Linked DNA regions of Hordeum vulgare: region 2 is linked to region 1. Evidence: chromatin contacts called from public Hi-C data. All regions are on one chromosome and are shown on one strand. The core of a region is the stretch at or near the end of the contact, and the rest is flanking DNA. Distances in the headings are between cores, read along the strand shown.

Evidence for each region. A called contact is a pair of places that touch in the nucleus more often than the background predicts.
Region 2: a contact with region 1 is called in a Hi-C map of seedling, with 7 times the contacts expected there. The contact joins the promoter of LOC123426566 here to the promoter of LOC123426563 in region 1. A contact is called at or near these places in 3 of 6 Hi-C or Micro-C datasets (leaf and seedling).

The regions. Positions count from the first base shown.
Region 1 is chr2H:439,837,054-439,842,861 of MorexV3_pseudomolecules_assembly, forward strand. LOC123426563 (probable serine/threonine-protein kinase PBL7) reads left to right here and starts at 2,992. Exons shown (of 5, transcript XM_045110421.1): 1 at 2,992-3,378; 2 at 3,965-4,164; 3 at 4,544-4,733. The coding sequence starts at 3,189.
Region 2 is chr2H:440,184,141-440,189,913 of MorexV3_pseudomolecules_assembly, forward strand. LOC123426566 reads left to right here and starts at 3,545. Exons shown (of 11, transcript XM_045110422.1): 1 at 3,545-3,876; 2 at 5,165-5,237; 3 at 5,364-5,441. The coding sequence starts at 3,763.

The DNA.
Region 1 (5,808 bases), core at 1,742-4,241:
GAAGAAAATGAGCCACTTTACTCAACTTGTCGATGACGACGAAGATGGCATCATTACCCTTCTTGGACTTCGGAAACCCGGTGACGAAATCCATCTCAATATGATCGAACTTCCACTCGGGAATGGGAAAAGGATGCAAAATACCTGCTGGACGTTGATGCTCTGCTTTCACCCTTCGACATACATCACATTCATTTACGAACTGAGCAATCTCACGCTTCATTCGAGTCCACCAGAAGGTCTGTTTCAGGTCCTAATACATCTTGGAGCTTCTAGTATGAATAGAGAGCAGAGAGTTATGAGCTTCTTCCATGATTACCTTTCTGAGATCACCTTTCGGAACGACAAGACGATCCTCAAAGAACAACGTGTCTCTGGCATCAACACTGAAGCACTTATACTTGGGAAGACTCTTTGCCACGCCAATCTTGACTTTCTTCACCATTGCATCAAGAAGCTGTGCTGCTCGGACCTGATCTTCCAAGGTAGGAGAGATCTGAAGGTTTGCAAGAAATCCCTGAGGTACTAACTGAAGGTTGAGCTTCCTGAAAGACTCACAAAGGCTAGGCTGGAGAGGTTTCAGAATAAGACTGTTGCAATACGCCTTCCTACTCAAGGCATCTGCCACGACATTAGCTTTGCCTGGCGTGTACTCAACACTCGGATTAAAATCTTGGAGCATTTCCACCCAACGAGTTTGCCGAAGATTCAGGTTAGGCTGAGTGAAGATGTACTTGAGACTCTTGTGATCGGTCAACACTTCAACCTTTCGTACCAACAAGAGGTGTCTCCAAGTCATCAGAGCGTGTACCACAACTGCTAGCTCAAGATCATGCACATGATAATTCTTCTCCATTGGCTTCAACTGCCTGGAGGTATAAGCAACCACTTTCTTCTCTTGCATCAGAACTGCACCAAGACCCTGAAGAGAAGCATCGCAGTACACCTGGTAAGGCTTGGAATCATCCGGAGGAACCAAGACTGGAGTGGAGGTGAGCTTCTCTTTGAGTGTGTCGAAGGCCAACTGGCACTCTAGAGACCAAGCATACTTCACACCTTTCTAAAGAAGACTTGAGAGCGGCTTAGCAATCTTGGAGAAGTTCTCAACGAACCTTCTGCAAAAGCTTGCAAGACCGAGAAAGCTTCAAAGCTGCTTCACATTCTGCGGAGGCTCCCATTCAACAATGGCATGCACCTTCGACGGATCAACTTTGATGCCCTCGGCAGAGATAATGTGCCCAAGATAGACAACTTCTTTCAGCCAGAACTCACACTTGGAAAACTTGGCATACAACTTGTACTCTCTCAGCTTATCAAGCACCAATCTGAGATGTTCTTCATGTTCTTCCTCAGTTTCATAAAAAACCAGAATGTCGTCGAGATAGAGAAAGACAAAGTCATTCTTGAACGGAGAGAATATGTAGTTCATCAAATGACAGAATGACGAAGGAGCATTTGCCAGACCAAAAGACATGACCGTATACTCATACGAGCCAAAACTAGTCCTGAAAGCAGTCTTGGGAATATCTTCTTCGCGAATGCGAATTTGATGATAGCCCATTCTGAGATCGAGCTTGGAGAAGACCTTAGCACCTTTCAACTATTCAAACAACTCAGTTATGTTCGGAAGTGGATATTTGTTCCTGATTGTCTTCTTGTTCAATGGACGGTAATCGACACACAGTCGGTCCGTGCCATCCTTCTTTTTGACAAACAGAACTCCACAGCCTAAATCCCTCAACTCATAGTCTGCTAGGGCCGCTCTAAATCTTTCCATTTGGCATTGTGCTCTAGTTGCCCCTGTCTTCTCATGGTTATACATTATCGCATTAAAATCACCACCACACACCCATGAGAAGTTAAGTTGCTGGTTGAGGACGCGGAGCAATTTCCAAGTTATCTTCCTTTTATCACTTGGAGGCTCTCCATAAATGCCAATAAATCACCATTTGAATACATCCTTTTCCATTACTTGTACATCAATGTGATACCTGGAGTAGCTGTGCAGCTCAATTTGTACTTCTTTCTTTCATAATAAAGCCACTCCACCACTCTTTCCTTCATAGTCTTTCACCATTATGTTTCCCCATACCTAGCATCCACTTAAACCTTTCCATCATCTTTTATCAAGTTTGGTCTCAGATAAGAAGAGGATGTCGGGATCCACCTACTTCTGGAGATCCAGAAGTCCTCTCACCGTCGGCCATTCCCCAATCCTCGTTAGTTCCATGCTAAATTTCTCATTTTGGCTCGCCAGACTGTCCCTGCAGTTCGGCGTTCACAATTTTTGAGTTGGTGTTTTCTTCTTCCTCTTCATTCCCCTCAACCTTCATCTTTGACTTCTTTGCTATTTCTATGTCGTCAAGTCCATCATGTTAGCCTTCCTCTTCTTTGGTTCCGTTATGTTGCTGATTTTCTTCCTTCCTCTCCATTCGCCTAAAGGTATCCCTTTTTGCATTTTTTTTCTCACTTCTGAAACTTGCTTTCTTCTTTGTTCTATACCTCTCCCCCCTTATGTGCCATCATGAATTTTATTGGCCCTTGTGATTCATGATTTACTTTTGTGGTGTTGTTAGTCTTCCTTTTATTTTTTTCCATTTTATTTCAGGTTTTTGTTTCTTTTCCGAAATATTTTTCATCGGGATTACCGAAGTAGCATCACCTGACTTGGTTAAATCCTCACTTACTTGGCTGCCTGATATGTTTCTCGTACTCCCTCCGTCCCAAAATAAGTGACTCAAAAATGACTCAACTTTGTACTAAAGTTAGTGTAAAATTGAGTCATTTTTAAGTCATTTATTTTGAGACGGGAGGGAGTAATTTGTTGCTCTTCGATATTTTGTCAAAAAGAAGGCAACCAAGATGGATCACACTAAAAAAGAAAAAGAAAACTGAAAATGACAGTGAGGTCCTAACCTCCCATAGACCATGGTTACCCGTTTCTTACCAACCCCAGTCCCGGGCCTGTTAAGACGCAGCGGCGCAAAACGGCAGCAGCCAAAAGCAAGGCCGAAACCGCGTCGGCTCACGGAGTCCACCAGCAGTCTCCTCCCCTCCTCCTCCTACCCCCGCCTCCAAGGCCCCTCCGCCCGCCCGCCGACCTGGTCCGCTGGTCTGGGGTGCTCCTGTCCGGCACGAATCCAGCGGCGTTTGTTGCGGGAATGCGGGGAGTTCATTGGTGAGCCGCTATGGGTTGCTTCCCGTGCTTCGATTCGAGCTCCGACGGGGAGCTGCTCTACCCCAAGCAGGGCGGCGGCGGCGGCGGCGGCGGCGGAAATGGCACAGGCGGACGGACTGCGGCTGCGGCATCGTCCTCCGGCGTCGGCGCCCGCGAGGAGAGACCCATGGTCCCACCGCGCGTCGAGAAGCTCCCCGCAGGTGCGTGCGCCTCTCCGATCGGCCTTCTGGTCGATTGATGGGAGTAGGATCGGATCCGTTGATGGTTTGATGCTCTCTGTTAGTCTCTTCTCCCTTTTCCTCCCACCGGCACCGCGGGCCGGAGTGGAGGGGAAGAGACGCTCGGTCTCAGCTTCTGACTTGTAGATTCGTGTAAGATAGTAATCGTTTCCTTAGAGCAACCCGGCCTTGCGCAGAATAATAGGTCAGATCTGGATCTTGTGGCGATCTTTTCGTCGACTTTGCGTGACCGTGGTGGCTGGGCAGTGGAAGAAGTGCCTCATGATGCTTTGATGCTCTCTGTTGGACTTTTCTCGCTGGACTATAGAATCTAGATGGCTGGTGACGATGGGCAAGGTGATCCTGGTGAATGGATTGAGGGAATAGACGTGAATAAAGTGTGGTTAGTAATTCCCTAAGATATTTCTGATAGAGTGTACAAATATGTGACCTACCAGGCTGGTTTTCGCGATTTGTCGTATGATTAGGAGTAGAATGCTTTTTTGGGTTGTTGTCTTCCTTCATCATGATTGTGTCTTCATCTGCATGACGATGTGAATATGTGCAGGGGCTGAGAAGGCAAGGGCAAAAGGCAATGCCGGAATGAAGGAGCTTTCAGATCTCAGGGATGCCAATGGTAATGTCCTCTCTGCGCAGACGTTCACCTTCCGTCAGCTTACCGCTGCCACGAGGAACTTCAGGGAGGAATGCTTCATTGGGGAGGGAGGGTTTGGACGTGTTTACAAGGGCCGTCTTGATGGAGGCCAGGTAACTTGTTTTGTTGGCAAAGCTAGGTTTTAGTTTTTGTTTCCGTCTTTCTTGTTTCTTGATGTTTAGAGTAGTACCGAGGTCACTTGGTTGTATCAAAGGCGCCATTGATTCCTCTAGGACATCCAAGAAAAGCAGTGTTTGCACATCATGAGTGGATTCCCAAATGCAAGAAAAGTCCATGTTCACTTATAGGCATAGCAGATTCAGTTTCTGCTGGCCTTGGCTGCTTGATTGTCCATAGGCCCTTCGTTAATTGAGCAAGATGAATCACATGAAACAATTAATGCTTGCCATCTGAATGAAGTATTTTATGTCCTAAAGCATGAGACGGGGCCTGGCACATGCAAAGCTGAAATGTTTGAAGCACCTGTTGCAGGTTGTTGCTATAAAGCAGCTCAATAGGGATGGAAATCAAGGAAACAAAGAATTTCTGGTGGAGGTCCTCATGCTCAGTTTGCTGCATCATCAAAACCTTGTTAATTTGGTTGGTTATTGCGCTGATGGAGAACAACGCCTTCTGGTGTATGAGTATATGCCCCTTGGATCATTGGAAGACCATCTCCATGGTAAGACTGTCTGTTATTTTTTACATTGGTGTTGTGCAGACTGCAGATCAATGCCTTTTGAACCCCCGTTCATATTTCTGTGCGGGTACTGTGTACATATGTGATACTGGTTGTTTTTCACATGTTTGCTTCAGTACAGGTTGTCAATCTGCTATTCTGTCTGCCCCCATCTGTCCATGATTGTTTTATTGTTGCTCCATGTGCATGATTCTTTTCATGATTGTGAGAAATTTTGCTCTGCCAACTTGCCAAGTCCCTTTGTCCATGCAGCGGTACATAACATGCACAGTATCTAGTAGGTTTCTCCGGATGACCTTGCTGGCCCCATCTTTATCAATTAATTGGGTGAACGCCCTGTATTTGTATGTTTGTTTGTTAGCATGGTAGTATAACTTAATCTACTACTTAATTGGTAAGTCAACCGCTTGAGACATGGCTGCTAAATATTTTATATTCTGGGCAATATTCTGAAGAGTGCAAATTAGGTAACTTGACTTTATGTGGTGATCTTTGGTCAAATATTGGATGTGTTCCATGTGTATGTAGTTTAATATCTGTGATACATTCATACGGTCATAAACCTTGTGCTCTCTGAGTGCAAGATTTAATTTCTTTTCGCAAGGCAGGAAAGAAGTTGATATTCAAATACTGAACTTCATTTAGGTTCATTTTGCTACCATGCTCACTGAAGTGAATGAAAGCAATCACCGCGACGGTAGAATTGCTAGACGTGTTGGTTAATTTGATTATTTAGAAAAAGGGTCATGTAAATTATTGTATTGAAGAATATAGTTGGGGACCAGAGAATAGACTAAGCTACTAGCTAAGTCAGGTATGCCAATAATTGGAACCTAGCATGGAAACATATAGCTGACATAACAGTAAATAACCCTGTTCCAGATGACTCAATTTTTCTGGGCCGTGCTGTGGGCAATGTTGTGCACAGAAAGTACATCACTGAACTATTTCAGTTGAGCTCAGATCTAACCATGCAACTGTGCACCAGGAAAATTTTCTTTTGAACCATGTGGATATCTTCCCAATTCGTATCTTCATGAGTGTTTTTCTTTTTGAG
Region 2 (5,773 bases), core at 2,295-4,794, 350 kb after region 1:
CTTCATATCAAAAGCATGTTCCAGTGAATTTACAAAATCCCTCGACTGAGAGCGAAAGTTTCTGTTTTTCAGCAAAATTAACTTGCAAACACCGTAGACCATCCCAAAGGACTTACTTGGCTCAAACACTAATTAGAACAAGAAAACACAATATTACAGAGGTAATAATGTGTTCATCACTCAAAAACATAAGCAAAAACAAAACCATAAAAATAAAATTGGGTTGCCTCCCAACAAGCGCTATTGTTTAACGCCTCTAGCTAGGCATAATGCAATAGATCTACGTATTGTCATTGTTGGTATGCAACTCCTCAATTGCACACTTGTGAACCCTAGGAGATCCTTCGGTTTTATCAATAATCATACTCCTAAGCGAGAAATCCAGAAATTCACTAGTAGTAATAAGTTCCCTAATAATGAAGCTAGGGTGAACACTTATCATCTTAAGATCTTCACCACCTTTTCTTGAGGATTCACCCTCATTTTTAGGAACAAGAACAAACTTGGCAGTCTTAGGAGGGGGAGATTTCTGAGTGGTTTGAATAGAGGCAAAGGCGGAACCCAAGTTGGTAATAATGTCCTCTAGCTTTCCAATTCTAGAATAATCTTGATCCAATTTTTCGTTAACTGGGTTGCTTTTCCCTTAGGTTTTTTAAAGTAACTCCTACCTTAGATCCATATTGAGTAATATGATTTTGAATATTTTTGTCCAAGTTTTCGATGAGCTCAATGGTAGCAATTTTATTTTCAATAGCATCAAGCCTTCGCATCACATGTTCCAAAGTTAAGATTGTTTCATTAACCATGAGTGGGGGTGAACCTGCCAAATTCGTCATAGCATTATAAGATTCAAAGGTATGGCTACCCAAGAATTTTCCTCCCATAATGGTATCCAAAACATATCTATTCCAAGGAGAGACACCCACATAAAAATTGCGAAGGAGAACGGTAGTAGATTGCTTACGAATAGAACTATTTTGAGCATTGCAAATTCTATACCAAGCATCTTTTAAGTTTTCTCCCCCCTTTGCTTAAAATTAAGAACTTCATTCTCGGGAATACTAGCGATAGTAGCAAGGCTAGCCATGAGTTTAAGCGATCTAACACCCAAGCAAACGAAAAAGGCAAACGAAAGAAGGGCGAACAAAAAAGCAAATCTTTTTGGTATTTTCTGAAAATCGTTTTAGAAGTGGGGGAGAGGAAAACGAGAGGCAAATGGAAAATAAAGTACATGCAAGAGATAAGTTTGTGTTGGGTACTTGGTAGGCTTGATCTTGCTATGTATCCTCCCCGGCAACGGCGCTAGAAATCCTTCTTGCTACTTCTTGAGCTTGCGTTGGTTTTCCTTTGAAGAGGAACATGTGATGTAGCAAAGTAGATAAGTATTTCCCTCAGTTTGTTGAGAACCAAGGTATCAATTCAGTAGGAGGAATAAGCAAGACCCCAGTCTTAGCACCTACACAAGCAATCAAACAGTTGCACCCAACTCTACAAAGGGGTTGTCAATCCATTCACAGTTATTTGCAAGGATGAGATCTCATAGAGATGGATATAAAAGGTTGCTAGAACTTAAAGTAAATAAATAGCAGCAATATATTTTTAGTATTTTTTGTTTATAGATCTGAAAGTATAATATGGGAAATAGACTCGGGTGCCATAGGTTTCACTAGAGGCTTCTCTCATGAAGGAAAATAATACGACGGGTGAACAACTTACTGTCGAGCAATTGATAAAAAGTGAATAATTATGAAGATACCCACGACAATGATTATGCATATAGGCATCACGTCTGTGTCAAGTAGACCGAAACAATTCTGCATCTACTACTATTACTCCACACATCGACCGACTCATGCCTGCGTCTAGAGTATTAAGTTCATGAAGAACAGAGTAATGCATTAAGTAAGATGACATGATGTAGAGGGATAAACTCAAGCAATATGATGAAAACACCAACTTTTTATCCTCGATGGCAACAATGCAATACGTGCCTCGCTACCCCTACTTTGTCACTTGGTGAGGACACCGCAAGATTGAACCCAAAACTAAGCACTTCTCCCATTGTAAGAATTACCAATCTAGTTGGCCAAACCAAACCAATAACTCGAAGAGACTTGTTAAGATATGAAATCATGCATGTAAGAATTCAGAGAAGATTCAAATAATATTCATAGATAATCTGAACATAATCCCACAATTCATAGGATCTCGACAAACACACCGCAAAAGAGTATTACATCGGATAGATCTCCATGAAGATCATGAAGAACATGGTATTGAAGAACAAATAAAGAGAAGAAGCCATCTAGCTACTAGTTGTGGACCCATAGGTCTATGGTGAACTACTCGCGCATCATCAGAGGGGCAATGGAGTTGATGTAGATGCCCTTCGTGATCAATTCCCTCTCCGACAGTTTACCGGAAAAGGCTTCAAGATTGGATCTCACGAGAACAGAGGCTCTCGACGGAGGAAAAGTATTTTTTGGCCTGTGTCTCGCATTGGGGGAATATTTGGGAATTATAGGATGAAGATTAGGGTTAGGAGACGTGCACGGGGCCCTATAGGCTTGTCGTCTTCCGGCAGGTCTCCTGCCCCCTTCTCCATGTCTGGCAGGTTTCTTCTGGTAAAAAAAATCATTCCAGAGATTTTATTTCGTTTGAACTTGTTTAATATTCCTTATCTGCAATACTCAAGAATATGAAAAAAACAGAAACTGACACTAGGCTCTAGATTAATAGGTTACTCCTAAAAATAATTTAAAATAGCATATTAATGCATATAAAACATTCAAAACAGATAATATAATAACATGGAATAATAAAAAATTATAGATACGTTGGAGACGTATCAATGGTAGCTTTTTCTGCTGTTAGTTGCAGCAAAAATCACAACCCCGTCGTCGCCACCACAAACTTCGTCGTGGCCGTTGCAACAAATCATGTCGTCGGATGTATTCGTTGCCGGTTGTAGCAAAAATCATGAAGCCATGTGCCATGTAGCAAAATGTGACACCGGTGGTAGCAGATAGCAATGCCTGTTGTAGCAAATTGTGATGGCAGTTGAAACATGTAGCAAAAATCGATGTTGGTTTCAGCATCCCTGTTTTGTGGTTGTGTCCCACCGTTGCAGTTATGCAGCTCATCCGTCAAATTAGGTGGTCGTGCGCGCGGGAACGGGGAGACCGCAACCTCGTCGGAGCTGAACGCCATTCGTCAAGGCCGGTTGCTGTCACCGCTCGCCTTCGCAGCTCGCCGTCGCCGCCGGGGCTGCTCGCCGTCGCAGCTCCCCATCGATGTGGGGTAGTAAACAGCCTCGTCAGGGCCGCGCGTCTTCATTGCTCGCAGCCACAGTGTTGAAAACGGAAGAAGCAAGGAGGGTGTGAATCTTCGATCGACGCACCGGTCACAAATGTTTACTTTTTTTTTTCATCCAACGGGCTGGTCGGGCTGTACGCTGGATACCAAAACGCGTCCTTACAGTTTGTTCTCATCTTTCCATTTAGTGTGCGTGGGGATATTCTCTCTTTTTTTGGTCAAACTGGTTGCGTCAGGTCAAACATGGACCAAATTGTTTACAATTATTTTCCGTTCCCAAAACACCAGTAGCATCTCCATAAAGGAAGACATCGTATTCTCCCTCCTCCATTTCTGGTCTTCGGAAATCCATCTTGTCAAACTAGAAACAAACCTCCTCTTTCTCCCTCCTCTCCCCTCTTCGAATCATCGCCGGGCACGAATTGGCGCTAGTTTCTGGATTCGACGATGAAATCGCCATTGCGCAAGTTCCGGGGCCTCGCCCTCCCCCATCACCACAAGGAGAGGAAGGACCAACGCCCGCCGCCCGCCAAGCTCGACGACCTCGTCGACGCCGCCCAGGTTTCGCCGACTCCCTACTCTCACTACGATTTTTTTCCCCTGGCATCATTACGCGCTGCTGGTTTGGAATATGCGCTTAAACTGGATCACGAGGCTTGGCCGATCGAGAAATTGCGGTATTGCCGGGCTGTTTCTCTTTAGTTTTTGTGTGTATCGGTCCTTGTTGGCTGCGTTGAAATTTTTTTGCTCGTAGCGATTATGTGAGATCGAAGGGAATTAAACTCTAGCGAGGGATAGAGAGATCATTTTTTTTCTTCGTCTGCCTTTCTTCTTTTACGCGTGAGGATGAACAAAGCAACAGTTCTATGCGACCGCTGTAACGATATTTTATTTCAATGGTTTGTGAAATTTGTGAGAACTGATTGTTTTTTTGTGTTATTCTGGCTGCTACACGCGTTTGATTTTTGTGGCTTGGCTCTGCTGGTCAAAGTCTATGGCAGGAAACTTTTATTGGAGAAAGGTGCTATCTGGAACGAGTCTTGGGTCAGCAATTCAAAGTCATTAGTGGAGTAATTTTTTATATGCGATAAACATGGCTGATGATTCTTATATATCAAGATATGTTAGTGTTTGCTGCTGATTATATATATGTTCAAGATTAGTATAAAAAATCTTTTATATTTAGGGAGTACTGGCTGCTGAGTCATATCGGCATCTTCCATTTCAACAGCAATGTAGTCAGTCCAACTTAGATGAAAGTGACTGAAGTGTTGATAGATGCTTGAAAGGGACTACGGGATTTTAGTCATGGCTAGAGTTGTAGAGCAGTAAGGGGGATGAGTGCAGTGCTCTGATTAATCTGAAGAAGTCCTTTATTTCATTCAGTTTTACTTTTTGATTTTTTGGTATAAGAATGAAAAGTTGACGCTTTTGCACGTGGCGATAATGAAGGAGAAGATTTAAGCATGCCAATGTTAAATGTAGGAGGGTTTGTTTTTGGATGCCGGTTCGTTTCGCTAGAAGGCCATGACTGCCATTTTTCATTTGCCGATGGGGCATGTTGTTAGCAAGAAGTGGATCTCAAAGCTGTTGATGATGTAGTACTATTTGCCTGTCTACTCTGCCCTTGGTAGGATCAAATCTTCAAATATCTATATGAAGTGGGCTAAACCTTAGCTTTTGTACAACATGATCTAATGGATCCAGGCTGCCAAACTCCTGTCAGAATGGTTTTTCCTTCTATTTGATAGTGTTCACAGTTCACCTGTCATTAGCAGGTGCAAAGATTATCAATCTGGTGGAAATACAGTTTCTGTAACCCAATTTATGTGAGGTTCTTATTTTGCAGGAGATGGAGGAAATGAGAACTTGTTATGATAGCTTGCTTTCGGCTGCAGCTGCAACAACAAATAGTGTATATGGTATGCTATAACATTTCTTTGATATAGTAATTTTTAACGAAATAAAAGTGCCCAAGTAACCTCTAATAGAGACTGTGTGCTCATGTAATAGTACTTCCATAATTCATTGTGATCAAATGTACACAGAGTTTGCAGAAGCTATGGCAGAAATGGGAACTTGCTTACTTGAGAAAACTGCATTGGATTGCGATGATGATGACAGTGGTGAGTTGTCTGGATGTATAAGCACATATTATATGGAAATTTGCATTCCTGGACTTATTCTTAGCAGTTTTTGCAGCAAAGGATATCTCTTGATTTAAATCTAACTCTGTTATATTTTCATGTTACTATTTTTTTTCTTCGTCAAAATTACCAGATTCTCCATGAAAAACAAATACCCCTGATGCTACTTTTTCTATACATGTGATTAGTCTAGATCTGTCCATTTGTTTTCTTATGGAACAAGGTCATAGTCGGATTTCAGTGAATATCGAAAGCGAAATTCTTGTGTTGTTTGTTTTGGAGGTCTACTTCCTTAGTCATAGAAGTATGTG